Regions from separate parts of the Sus scrofa genome. Here region 2 is linked to region 1. A link is a contact called in public Hi-C data. All regions are on one chromosome and are shown on one strand. The core of a region is the stretch at or near the end of the contact, and the rest is flanking DNA. Distances in the headings are between cores, read along the strand shown. Region 1 holds the start of FOXRED1 (FAD dependent oxidoreductase domain containing 1). Region 2 overlaps ST3GAL4 (ST3 beta-galactoside alpha-2,3-sialyltransferase 4).

Region 1 (6,681 bases), core at 2,226-4,725:
TTCATGAAATTGCAGGTTTGATCCTTGGACTCTCTCAGTGGGCTAAGGAAATGGTGTTGCCGTGAGCTGTGCTGTAGGTCACAGATGCAGCTTGGATCCAGTGCTGCTGTGGCTGTGGTATAGGCTGGCAGCTGCAGTTCCAATTCGACCCAGCCTGGGAACTTCCATACGCCAAGAGTGTGGCCCTAAAAAGCAAAAAAGAAAAGAAGGGAGGGAGGGCTTTCCTGGACCTCTTACCACAGCCCCAGGCTCGGGGGCCTCAACCCAGGGAGAAGCCCTCTCCAGGCACCGCCCCTGGGAAGAAAACCAGAACTTCGAACTCCTGCTCCAAGTACCCCCACCGACTGGGCTGCTCCCCTCTCTGGGCTAATGGAAGGGTCACCACCAACCCCCCGATCTCATCACACTTACATTGATGTTCCGTAGAAATTCGGCTGAAAAGAGGGAGAGCTGGATGTTCTCAGGCAGTGAGAACTGCTGACGAATCCCGCCCACAGAAAGCACCGTGGAGGCCTGGGAATACTGTAGAGACAAGAGAAGGTGACGTACATGTGAGCAGAACACCATAATAGAGGGTGAGAGACACATGCCAAAAATTTAAGGGGAGTTCTACTGGCCACTTTATAATCTAAGAGGGGTTGACATGGATAAACCCATGTGCAAGTTAACCAGCAGCCCCACAAGGGCAACAGTTATTAAAATCCTTATTAACAGATGTGCTTGGCAGAGAGGCTCAGTCATCTAAAAAGGGCTGGGCACAGTCAGGCAAAATGGTGACAGGCTGGATGTCCAAGGCAGCAGATGGACATTTGCTTTACTGATTGTGGAAAATAGAGGCATATGGTCAAAGGAGCAAGATTCATGACTAACTGGCAGGGGTAGACAGGAACGATCAAAGCGCAAAAACCTTGGAAGTCACACAACCTGAAAAGGGGTTGCGATAACTGTGTTAATTGCAGCTTGACTGCAGGCCAGACCTGTGAGATTGCAAAAGAGCCAACACTACCAAATTTGCTTCCCAAAGCAAAATCTGTGTTGTCCAGGTAGGAGGAACCTGGGACTATTTCTCAACAAGGACCAAAGCCCAGTCCCTGCCCTTTGGACCGTCAAGGACAGAGGTCTTTCCTCTCCTCCCCTTCCCCCGTCCCTTGAGTCCCTGGTGCCCGTCTCATGACTCTGCCCAACCCCGGACCTCACCGTGTGGTCCCGCTCCACCACCAGCACCCGAATGGCACCTCGCCGCTTTTCCAACCTCTTCAGCCAATAGGCCACGGACAGGCCAAGCACCCCACCCCCCACAATCACCACATCTGCTTGTTCAGGGGGCAGGTGGCTGGTGTCGTACAGTGGCTTCCAGGCCCCTCCAGGAAGGATGGACTGGATCTTCTTCTTAATATTGGACACTTTTCCATCCCAGTCTGTGGGATGCAGTTATGGTCAAAGAGGGCCGAAGGTCTCCTTTCCAGGAGGTGGGGGCAGTTAGAGAATGGGCAGAGGAAAAGGTGGGCTAAACTGACACTGAGCTTTCAATTCTCATTGTCACCCCTTCTCACAAGGTTAGCCCGCACCCAGCAGCATTCCTAGCTTTGCTTCATGGTCTCCATGCCAGAGTCTCTCTTCCTTTGTGGGCATGATGCCCAGCCCAGCGAGATTCACCTTTCCTAAAATTAACCCTCTCTACTCTCTCCCTAGGCTAGGCGACTCACACATATCTCTCTTCTGTGCAGACCTTTCTCTTGCCTGAGCCCAGGCACCAAGATGTCCAGGCACCAAGATGTCCAGTGTCCTCTGGAGCATGGACCCTCTGAACAGCAGCTTATTCTGTCACCACCAGCACACCTACATTCCTGTCCTGTCATCAAGTCCTGATGACTTTGCCTCCTAAATACCTCCCCAACCTCTCCCTTTTTCTTCATCTGTACCACCACCGCCCTAGAACAAACCATGATACTGTTTCTCTCAGCTGTTTCCACTCATTTCCCTCTTGCATAGCTAGAATGATCTTTTTCTAAACACTATTTTAATCACATGCCCTCTTGCTTAAACCCTCCAGTGGTTTTCCGTTACTCTAAGGATTAAAGTCCAAAACTTTCCACGTGGCCCTTGAAGACACTGTACAATCTGGCTCCTATTCTCCTAGTCTTCTCTGCACACTCCAGCCCCAGCTCCTCATTCTTATCACAGGGGTCCACACAGGTGACCTCTCTGCTTTGAAACTCTGTGCCCACTTCTTTGCCCAGTTAATCCCTTGCTTCCTTTAGATCTCAGCCCAGTTATTATTTTCTCAGAGATGCCCCCTTGACTATGCCAAGTTCTCCTGTCACACTATCTCATAGCTCCGTGAATGGCTCTTTTGCAGCATGCAACACACCTGCAACCTTGCATTTCTCTGGGATTGCTTCATACTGTATTCTACCTTCTTCACCGAAATAGCCAGCCCAGCACAGTACCTGGTACCTCCTAAGTGCTTAATAAATGTTTTGAATACATGAATCCTTTTGACTTTCACACCTAACTCACAAATCTCTGAGTCTTGTCTCCAGTTCAAGTTCAAACTCTTCTCAGCAGCATGTGACTCTTTCTTTGATCTGGATTTATTTTACCTCTCCAGACTATATTTCATACTACTACTCAAACTCTATCTGGATGGCCTTTGCTAATTCCTTGCGTAAGAACAGTATTTTTCTCCTAACCTTTGTTCAGTTCTCCAGCACCTGGACATCATACCTTCCTTGAATCAGTAAACATCATCTTTCAAGGCTGACCTCGGTTCGCATCTGTTCCATGTATACTAGCTACTCCCCTGGCAGTGCAGGGCATAACTCTTAAGCTGGGTTGAACTGGTCTATTGAAGCCTTGAACTGGTCTATTGAAGCCTTTCCTTTCCAGCTACACTTCAGGCACCTCCAGAACATATATCGAATCCTCCTTCTCTTCTTTCCTCTTGAACTTTCCAGCCTTGAACTGGTCTATTGAAGCCTTTCCTTTCCAGCTACACTTCAGGCACCTCCAGAACATATATCGAATCCTCCTTCTCTTCTTTCCTCTTTCATGACTACAACACTAAGAACAGCATCCTGCATGCGAGCAGGACTTAATGCACTTCTATCAAACCAATGAATCACCCTGGCTGTTATTCTGGCGGTAAGCTCAGGCATAGAACGAACTGGGATTTGTCACCTGAGAAGGGCAACCTCTGGATCCATACACCTGTCCAGACTGTACAAGCTCTGGCAGGTAAGATATCCCTTCTTCCAGCGACCCACTGTCTTCTGAGCGTGGCCAGGGATCCCAAGTCCTGAAGGTCACATGGCTGGACATTGGGGGCATCCCAGAACCATGATACCCTCCGCTGCCCTCAACTTTACCCAGAGTAGAGCCTCCTCTGCGTGTGCCTAGCTCCCGGCCCAAGAGGCCCCGGCGCAAGCCGAGCCACAGCGCCCTCCGAAGCATGGCCCTCCAGCGTCCGGCCGCTGTGGGAGGGTACCCTACACTGGTAAGCCAGCCGTCACTGCTCTGCGCCACGGGCCATTCATCCGAGCGTGCCCATTGGCCAGCGGCTCCCCGCCCCTCCGCCTGATAGGCTGTCGACCCCTTCCGTGCGTCCCCGAGAGCCCCGCCTAGGCCCGCCCCTACCCGCCATTGGCAAGCCTGGCGTCTACGTAGATCCCGCGCGCCAGCTGGAGGAGTGGGGGAGGAATCCCGGGGCCGCTGAGCGGAAGTGCGGATGAGCCGGTTTCCGGGGCCGCTGGTGTGACGTGTCCTGAGCTTGGCGCAGCAGGAAGCGGCGGTGATCGCGGCCTGAGTTCCCGGCGGCGGCCCCGGCTCCTTTCCCGCTGCCGCCATGCTCGACTTCTTTACCATTTTCTCCAAAGGCGGGCTCGTGCTCTGGTGCTTCCAGGGCGTGAGCGACTCATGCACCGGGCCGGTTAACGCGTTGATTCGTTCCGTGCTGCTGCAGGTACCGCCCCCGCAGGATCAGAACTCTGGGCTCGTCTCTCTGACCCGGTCCATAGTCCCCCTCGACTGATCCCGTGCCTTCCTCCCACTCCCTCGGCCCACCTCAGACTGGCCACTCACTCGTAACCGGGACTCCACTTTTTTCTCCCTTCCTATCACACCATCCCGCAACTTTGCGACGTCCCCTCCCCCTCCGCTTCCTGGGACTCTGGCTGGATTCCGTAGTCTGTTGAGACTTGCCATCGTTTCCTCCGTTTGCCCCGAGCAGCTTGATTTTCTCTTGTTTCGATGGCTGAGTGGGATACTGAATAGAAAACGGTCTTTTAGGAACTAATACTATACAGCTGCGATTGTTTATATGGGGACTATTTCCCTTTCAGCCCGCACGTGTCCTTCCACGTCCCACCTCTTTCCCTCTGCCCTCCAGCTTGGTGTCTCCTTTTCTCCCTAGTGAAATGGTGGAGAGAAGTGCCCCCGCATCTTGTTGCCCTGGGGACAGGTTTGACTTTGGGGGAATGTCTAGCTCTTTCCTAAAGGTAATCCTAGAGGGGCCCAAGTCTGGGTTTGGTGGGGATAGTCTGAGCTTTGAGACATAACTCTTTTTTTCCAGGAAAGGGGAGGTAACAACTCCTTCACCCATGAGGCACTCACACTCAAGTATAAACTGGACAACCAGTTTGAGCTGGTGTTTGTGGTAAGTGGGGGTATTTTAGAGGGGCAATGTTACATTCGCAGTGTAGTTCTGATATTAAGAAAACCTTGATTAATTGCACCCAGTGTATATGATGAAGTAAGTGAGAAGACAGGGAGGGTGGAGGGGGAAAGGGAAGAAGCTCTTGGGCCCCATCAGAGAGCTTGGCTGCTCCTCAGGTCAGGGAAATCTGCCAGGTGGCTGAGCCAGTCTCTGGAGGCCTGGGTTGAGTTGGCTTCCCTCTTCTGGCTGGCATGTAAGCAGATCTGTTGGCTCTGTTTCTTTCCCTAAACAGGTTGGTTTTCAGAAGATCCTAACACTGACCTATGTAGACAAGTTGATAGATGATGTGCACCGGCTGTTTCGGGACAAGTACCGCACTGAGATTCAACAGCAAAGTGCTTTAAGTCTATTGAATGGCACTTTTGATTTCCAAAATGACTTTCTGCGGCTCCTTCGGTGAGAGGCCTCCCCTCTCTAAAATCGATTTCTATGGCTTGATGAGCTCCTTTCCTTCCCAAGGGTCATAAATTGTGGCTTGAAAGACACTCCTAGGGGATTTCTCTGGTGGCCTAGTGGGTTAAAGCTCCTGCGTTTTCACTGCTGTGGGTTGGGTCGCTGCTGTGGCACAGGTTCAATCCCTAGCCCCAGGAACTTCCACATTGCCTTGGGTGTGGCAAAAAAGGGGGAGAAGGAAAAAAGAGAGAACCTGAAATAAACATTGCAACTCTCATTAAGGAGGGGAAAAAAGACACTTCTGTGAGATCCTTGGTGGTCTAGTGGTTAGGATTCAGCACTTTTACCACTTCGGCCTGAGTTCAATCCCATGTCAAGCTGCTGCACTCCTCAGCCAGAAAAAAAGCCCAAAAACTCATAAGTGTGTTGCCCAGTTCTGATTGTCCTCTTGGCGTGTGGCCCGTTCCCCTGGATTGAGACCATTCTCTTTTCTCTTTAGCGAAGCAGAGGAGAGCAGTAAGATCCGTGCTCCTACTACCATGAAGAAATTTGAAGATTCTGAAAAGTCCAAAAAACCTGTGAGGTCCATGATTGAGACACGGGGTGAAAAGCCCAAGGAAAAAGCAAAGAACAGCAAAAAAAAGGGGGCCAAGAAAGAGGGTGAGTTTGAAACGTCACAGCCTTGGGTATCCCGGGCATGGAAGTTGTTCAGACGGTGCTGGAGTGGTTCCCTCTTCCTTTCTTTGGTCTTGCTTGCCTCCCTCGATCAGGGGCCCGCCACCCTCACCGTGGTCTCCAATCTTTGTGATCTCCAGGATGTTTGCTTTTACATGATTTGGAAAGCTGTTTCCCATCTGTCTATTTTGTTGGAATTTGGTACTTTTTTTTTTCCTCAGTCAGTTGTCTCCTTGACAGGTTCTGATGGCCCTTTGGCTACCAGCAAAGCAGTCCCCACAGAAAAGTCAGGTGTCCCAGTGGGGCCTGAGAATGGGGTGGAACTTTCCAAAGAGGAACTGATCCGTAGGAAGCGAGAAGAGTTCATTCAGAAGCATGGGAGGGGTGTGGAGAAGTCGGGGTGAGCATTCTAGCTTTTGCCCTAAGTACTGTTACCTCAATACATTGGGGGCCAGGGGAGTCTCTGGCTCTTTCTTGGGTGGAGGTTTTCTCTCCTGCTTCTCCACCATAACCCTTTGTGCTATAATTCTTTGCAGCAAGTCCACAAAGTCAGATGCTCCCAAGGAGAAAGGCAAAAAAGCACCCCGTGTGTGGGCACTGGGTGGCTCTGCTAACAAGGAAGTCTTGGACTACAGTACTCCCACCACCAATGGAGCCCCCGAGGCGGCCCCGCCTGAGGACATCAACTTGGTAGGAGGCAGCAGAATCCAGAGTGAAGGGTCCCCTTAAGAAGAAATGGGGGAGGAAGTGGTTTGTTGGAGCGAGGGAGTGAGTTCCATGTGGAGCTTTCCAAGTCAAAGAGGTGGGACAGTGTAGACAGGGCAAATCCTGCCTGCCCCCCCCACCCCCAGCCCTTAGTGTTCCTGATCCCACCTACTTCTTTCCCCATACCCTTCAGA
Region 2 (6,681 bases), core at 1,132-3,631, 120 kb before region 1:
AAACAAATCCGACTAGGAACCATGAGGTTGTGGGTTCAATCCCTGGCCTCGCTCAGTGGGTTAAGGATCTGGCGTTGCCATGAGCTGTGAGGTAGGTTGTAGATGCAGCTTGGATCTGGTGTTACTGTTGCTGTGGCTGTGGCATAGGCTGGTCGCCACAGCTCCAATTAGACCCCTAGCCAGGGAACCTCCACAGGCCGTGGGTGTGGCCCTAAAAAGATAAAAGACAAAAAAAAAAAAAAAAAAAAAAAAGCTTCTCTAGCTCTCTTGCCATGCAGGGTTACAAGGGGAACACAGATCTACAGCGAAAAAGGCCAAAACTGGAGAGAGTCTCCCTACCAGACTGTAACTTGTCCTCTTGTGATATTTTTCTTCAGGAGAGAAATGCATTTTTAAGCAAGTGAAGACACTCCTTAAGTGTTAAAGTTGGTGACGTTTGTAAATAGTGTTTTCAAAAACTAAATAGTGTTTAGGCGGTTCTGGAACAGCTCAGTTCAACTTCGATCCCCTGGGGCAATTTCCCTCCCAGCCTTGCAAGATTGAGAGGAAGCAGTGCCTTCCTTGAGGGGTGCAGTCCTTTACATTGTCAGTCTTCCTTGGGAACCTGAAATCTGGCTCCCTAAATTTAGTTGCCCCTGAAAACGTTGGCCAATCCTCTGTGTTAACCCTCCTAGAGGAGACCATGGTCTCCCCAACCTGTTCGCAGCTCCCTGCAATCCCTGTACTTGAAGAGGTGAAACCCTCCAATACACAGGGGCTTCCCCAAGTCTGACATCTAACCAGACCCAAGGTTCATCTCCCCGCCTCATTTCTCAGGTGCAGGATTCCCATGAACTTTAATGAGAGAGATAAGCTTGTTGAGAAAGAACTGGACAGGAAAATGGGTTAATAACTACTGATGTATACATACACAGATCCTCCTTAAACAAATTTGAAGTTGGAAAGATTTCCTGGAAACAAGTCTGATGTAAAACCATGGAAATGCTCAAAACTGATAAATAGGTTTGTTTGGGTTTTTCTAGTTGAAGTATAGTTAACTTACCATGCTGTGTGTATAGTGCAATGTGATTCAGTTATACATATTCTTTTTCAGATTCTCTTCCCTTATAGGTTATTACAAAACGGATAGTTCCCTGTGCTCTATAGTGAGTCCTTGTTGACAAACAGTTTTCTGAAGCTCTAATTGAGATATCAAAATGGGGAGTTCTCATCGTGGTGCAGCGGAAATGAGTTTGACTAGGAACCATGAGGTTTCAGGTTCGATCCCTGGCTCTGCTCAGTGGGTTAAGAACCCGGCATTGCCCTGAGCTGTGGTATAGGTCGAAGATGTGGCTTGTATTTGGCACTGCTGTGGCTGTGGTATAGGCCGGCAGCTGTAGCCCTGATTCAAAGCCTGGGAACCTCCATATGCTGTGGGTGTGGACCTAAAATGCAAAAAAAAAAAAAAAAGAAAAAAAAAGATATCAAAATGGTCATATGGGTTAGGAGAGAGATTACCAATTCTGAGGGTGTATCTTAGTTAGGAACCTACCCTGGTATGTTGCATGGCAAGGAAATGGATAATGCCACCAAGAAACCTCATTGTCCAAAAACCCCTAAGGACATCTAACCTCAACTTGAAAACCACTGCCAGAGAACCCTTTGAACTCAGTTCATTACTGGATTCTGCAAAGCCTGCATTTGAGCCCCCTCACCAATGTCTTACCCTACTTAGCTTGTGAGTGACTTGAAGACCAAGACTTTTCTGTAACTAGCTGTACCTGGGCATAAGTCTGGCTCTCCAGATGTGCCTCACCTGTTCCATACGCTTTCAGTATTTTCCATCATGCCAGGCATCTTTCCAATCCAATATTTAGATCATACTTTACAGGCTACACACTTTCTCCAGACATATTCCCACTAGATCCTTAAAACCTCATTGTGAGACAGACCAACGTAATCACTGTTTTACAGATCATATGACAGAGGACGCTTGTGCAAGAGCTTAAACCTTACTGCCTCACTGACTGCTTCCAAGCACAAGCTTTTCGTAGGCTGGCCAGTCTCAGGGGGGAAGGCAATTGGCTGTACTCACGTCCTCGAAAAAGTGTAAACAAACACCGGAAGTGTTCCAAATTAAGGCACACCACTTTGAATGAATATAGATCATTTCAATGTCTTGCTGGTCTAGATAACGACCTAAACACTGTCTTACCCAGCTAGGCGGTCGAGCTGGGAGCCCCTTCCCTTCTCTGGGTCTCTGCAAAGGAGAGATGGGACTTCAGAGCCTAGACTGGATGCAGCAGATCTCCTTTGCTCCATCGCAGCCCTAGGCAGTTTCACTCCCGCCCCTGCAGGGAAGTCAACGTAGGTCACGTGAACCAACCCAGCCTGAGTTCTGAAGAGCCCAGGGAGACATCGGCTGAGAAAACAGGCACGCAGCAAACCGGGGAGACTGGCGCGAACTCTATGGCTGTTGCCAGGACGGGAACCAGTTGCCAAGGAGGCGCCAACCTCTCAGCACCTCGAGAGGCCTTCCGGCTGACTGCGGGAAAAGCTCAGCTCCTCCGCGGCCAGATCCGCGCCGCACGGAGGACGCATGCGCGCCCCAGCCTCTGCTGCCCCCTCCCCCCCGCCACCTCCGCCCGCGGGAGAAAACTGCGCGTGCGCCTAATTAACGCGGCTCAAGGGCATCAGGGATTAGGATGGGCTTTGCACGCAGACGGTTGAGTTAGTGGAGGCCCGTGAGATCATCCTGTAGTCTAGACGACTAGAGCAGTGGTTGCGGGAGCTTGTTAAAATGCCAGATTCCTGGGCCTCATCCCCAGCGGCTTGGGTAAAACCCAAGATTCTCCATTCTCAAATCACGCCCAGATAATTCCGGGGTAGGTGGTCCTCATTGGCCGGACCCGCCCTCTTGTTTCAAGGAATGTAGGAGTTGGAGCCGAGACATGGAGAAGTGATCAGCCCAAGGCCCTACAGAATTAAGTGGCAGAGCCCGGAGTAGGACCCAGTTTGTGGATTTGAACTTAAGTGCCTTCCCTGCTGTGCCCTGCTTCCTCCTCTGCCTCCTTTCTGGGGCATGGCTTAATCAGGACCAGAAAGGCTGGCTGGCAGGCGGTTCATTCGCATTGGTCAGGCTAACTGAAGAATGAAAGTCCCTTTCTCAGAACACCAAAGAGCCCCATCCAGCAACTCACATCCAAGTTCCACTGCCTGCTCTGATCTTGAGCGTACTGCCTTCCATCTGCCTAGGGGTCAGAGTACCCGGAGAAAGGTGAACCCACCCCCAGGGAACAATGGCCAGTTTGGGGGTAGACACCCCCTCCCAATACACACTCCTGTAATTGTGAAGGGCTGCCTGAGTGTGGCATGAATGTAAAATGCTCCCAGGTCTACAAGTGTGTGTGGAGTTTGGGGATGGGGGGTGGGTATGTTTGGATTCTGGCGCAAGTTTAGGCACATCCAGTAACAGGCAGTGGCCCCAGTCCAGGACAGCTGGATCATATGTGCTGACAGCCACTTTCAATGGCCTGGATGGGGGAAATGGACACTCCCTTGCATATCCTCACGAGAAGCAGCTGGAGAAGCACCAAGAATCAGCAGAGCTGAGATCCCCCGACACACTCAACATACCCATCAGAGTCAGCCCGGTCACCAGGACAAAGCCTGGGACACGAAGCTTGCGTGTGTGGATGGAAGAGTCTTGGGGCTGCAGCCCTATTTGTTTTCAGAATCCACCTACCCCCACCCAGGCCTTCCCCCCCGGAAAGAGCAGCTAGCCAAGTGGTTCTGCCAGACTTCTGACAGTGCAGGCAGTTTGCCGCGATGAGCCTCAGGACCATTCTATGGAGTGAGGATGGGTGTTGTCAAGGCCACTCCGACACCTTGTTGAGAAGGGTGCCCTCTTCCTCTGTTCCTCCCAAACCTCTGCCCCGCCTTATCCGTCCTGTCCCAGCCTAACTATTCAAAACCTCAAAGCTCAACTCTTTCTGAGAAAGCCAAGAACACAGCTGTGAGTCCTTTCCCTCTGGGGGAAGTCCAGCTCTCCTTCCTGGCTCCAGATGTAAAGGAACAGCTGTGAGAGTGGCGGGAAGCCCAGTTGGCGGCTAAGCAGGGCCTGGGAAGAGGGGGAACAAAGTGGGGTGGAGACCCGGCAAACAATGGGGTTATCACACTTTTAGAGACCTGGGGGAGGGGGGCAGGGGGAGGAAGTCTTGCCAGTCCCTCAGATGCTGCCCGTGCCCTGCCCATCCCAAATCTGGCTGCCTGGGCCACTGGCAGGACTTTCTGTTAACTCCATTTTATGACTCCCATTTAATCTGAGAAGGGAAATTTGGCTTTGCCTGTCTACACCCATGTCCTCAAACACACACCTCCAAGCATGAGATTTTGGAAACAAGGCTGGCGAGGGAGAGGAAGGGAGGTGGAAGAGGGTTCTGGAACTCCCACCTGGCCCCCTTCTGCCCCTCTCTTCCTCTGAGAAGTAAACCAGGATGCAGATGTCAGGCTAGGTGTTCCACAGACGGGACCGCTTGCTTGCCAGCTCCACTAAGGTGACAGTGCATGACCTGACACCAACCTAGCACTCTACTCTGTTAGTAATTATTTTCTGAATAACCCCGGCCCGCTCTGGGTCCCCCTGAGTATTTAACAAGCCTGTCCACTGCCCAGCGAGGGGCCCACGGCTGAGTCTCACTTTCCGTCCATGTCTTCTTCAATCTGAAAGGACACAGGGTATCATTATAGCTGCTTCTGTTTTAGGAAAAATAGTTTAATGATAAACGTAATATCTTTTAGGTCCCCTCCTCCATGGAATCCCTGTGCCAGTGCTCTTCCCATGCCTGCTGGGACAGAGCAGCCCCTCTCAGGAGGTGACCACCCACTCCAGACACCCCTCCTCCTGGGGATGCCTGCTCTGGGTCTAGGCCCCGTGATGGGTCCATCACTTCTGTTTTTATAAAAAGTGGGCAGAACACTGTAATATGCCCCCTTTTCTGAATGCCATGGGACCAGCCCACAGCACTTTCCTACCCCTTAATTAAATAGCCCCATTAAATAATCTCCTGGTGCTGGCAGAGAGAGGGGGCCACGGCAACTAGCCCTGTGCCTTGGCCGGGCTCCTGCAGCCCCAGGGCCTCCACCCTGACTGACTCTGGCCTCCACCAGAGCAGCCAGGGCCACGGCCTCATCGCCGACCTGGCCTCCTCCCCACACAGGGAAGGGTGAGTCCAAGTGGGTCATGCCGGCCCCAGGCACCCCCACAGCCATGGATGGGGGCTGCTCAGCAGGGTGAGCAGACGGACGGATTCAGCTCCTGTCCAAGTCAGAAGTATGTGAGGTTCTTGACCGCTCCGATTTCCAGCATCCGCTTGATGGCCAGGGCCTCTTGGGAGACATTGTGGCCTGACCACTGTGGAGACAGCCAAGGAAGCAAACTGAGGAATTTCCTCGGAGCTCCCTGGGCTGCCCATGACCCCACACCCTGGGAGCTCCGTTCCCTGTGCCAGCTCTCAGAAGGTAGACGGAATACAGAGGATGCTGGCCTGGAAGTTCAGATGCCTCCATTCCAGTGTGACCTCGCTGTGAGCCATCTCTGGGCCCCTAGCACCACCCTCGCTCGCCCAGTGTCCTCAGGCCACTCCACACCACCCAGTTCGCCAGCAAGGACCACCTACCGCCATGGACTTGATGGTGATTTGCTCATAGTAGTGAATGGACTCCTTCTTGTTTTGGGCATCTGGGTAGCCGAAGCCAGCAATGTGCACCAGGTCACACAGGTGGAGGGCCAGGGTGATGGCCAGCAGGCCCGTGGTGGGCTTCTGAGGGACAAGGGGTGGGGTAGATATTAGAGAGAGTCTGCTTCTTTCTTTCTCTATTTTTTTTTTTCTTTTTCTTTTTCTTTTTAGGTCAGTACCTGTGGCATGTGGAAGTTTCTGGGCTAGGGGTTGAATCAGAGCTGCAGCTGCCAGCCTACACCACAGCCACAGCAACTTGGGATACAAGCCACGTCTGCACCTATGCCACAGCTTATGGCAATGCTGGATCCCTAGCCCACTGAGCAAGGCCATGGATCAAACCTGCATCCTCATATATGCTAGTCTGGTTCTTAACCCGCTAAGCCACAACTTGAACTCCAGGAGCGTGCTTCTTTCACCACCTCTAGGCCAGCGCTCTGCAAAGGGTCTTCTATTGTGGAAATTTTCTTCATCTGTGCAGACCTAGCTAGGAGTCACACGGGGCTATGCTGCTCAGGAACCGAACTCTGTATTTTACTCAACTTTAATGAGTTAAAATGTAAATTTAAGTAACAGCACATGGCTCGTGGCCACCATACTGCACAGTATAGCTCCATATATCTGGGGTAGGTTTGGGCCTCTGGAGATGGTGATGGCAATCAGGATGACAATAATGACAACAATAATAATAATATCTATTGCTTTCTGAGCACTTACTATGTATCAGGCACCATGTGAGTGTTTTACCCAGGATATCGTCTCATCCAGCCCTCACAAAAACACTCAGAGGTAGATAGTGATCTTAGCCCCATCTTACAGGTGGAGAACGGAGGCTTCCAGTTATGAAACAGGTCACTCAAGAACTGGAAAGGTTCTGGTCTCCATCTTGGAGTAACTCACTTCTTTCCAAAGCCCTGGGGCCCTCCCAGTCCCAGGGTGTGTCCCCTTCACGAGGGTAGGCTCT

The links. Hi-C and Micro-C count contacts between places; a contact is called where the count stands out from the background.
Region 2: a Hi-C map of liver shows a contact between it and region 1, with 4 times the contacts expected there. The contact joins the enhancer-like site here to the promoter of FOXRED1 in region 1. A contact is called at or near these places in 1 of 5 promoter capture datasets (liver), 3 of 47 Hi-C or Micro-C datasets (heart right ventricle, liver and skeletal muscle) and 1 of 2 datasets of contacts at active chromatin or transcription factors (alveolar macrophages).

The regions. Positions count from the first base shown.
Region 1 is chr9:53,362,089-53,368,769 of Sscrofa11.1, reverse strand. It overlaps FOXRED1 (FAD dependent oxidoreductase domain containing 1), which reads right to left and starts at 3,475. Exons shown (of 12, transcript NM_001244921.1): 1 at 3,369-3,475; 2 at 1,198-1,418; 3 at 412-522. The coding sequence starts at 3,453. It overlaps SRPRA (signal recognition particle receptor subunit alpha), which reads left to right and starts at 3,685. Exons shown (of 14, transcript XM_003130057.5): 1 at 3,685-3,961; 2 at 4,571-4,654; 3 at 4,947-5,110; 4 at 5,607-5,767; 5 at 6,023-6,182; 6 at 6,319-6,472; 7 at 6,681. The coding sequence starts at 3,845.
Region 2 is chr9:53,482,316-53,488,996 of Sscrofa11.1, reverse strand. It overlaps ST3GAL4 (ST3 beta-galactoside alpha-2,3-sialyltransferase 4), which reads right to left. Exons shown (of 10, transcript NM_213757.1): 9 at 5,658-5,801; 10 at 4,733-5,392. The coding sequence ends at 5,306. Among named protein-coding and RNA genes, the nearest start is that of ST3GAL4, 9.9 kb to the right of the region's middle. Within about 2 kb of position 2,381, at least 69 of the 83 cell types and tissues checked have an H3K27ac peak or open chromatin away from gene starts, as enhancers often do. A contact at or near this core is called in alveolar macrophages, liver and skeletal muscle, where this site is marked.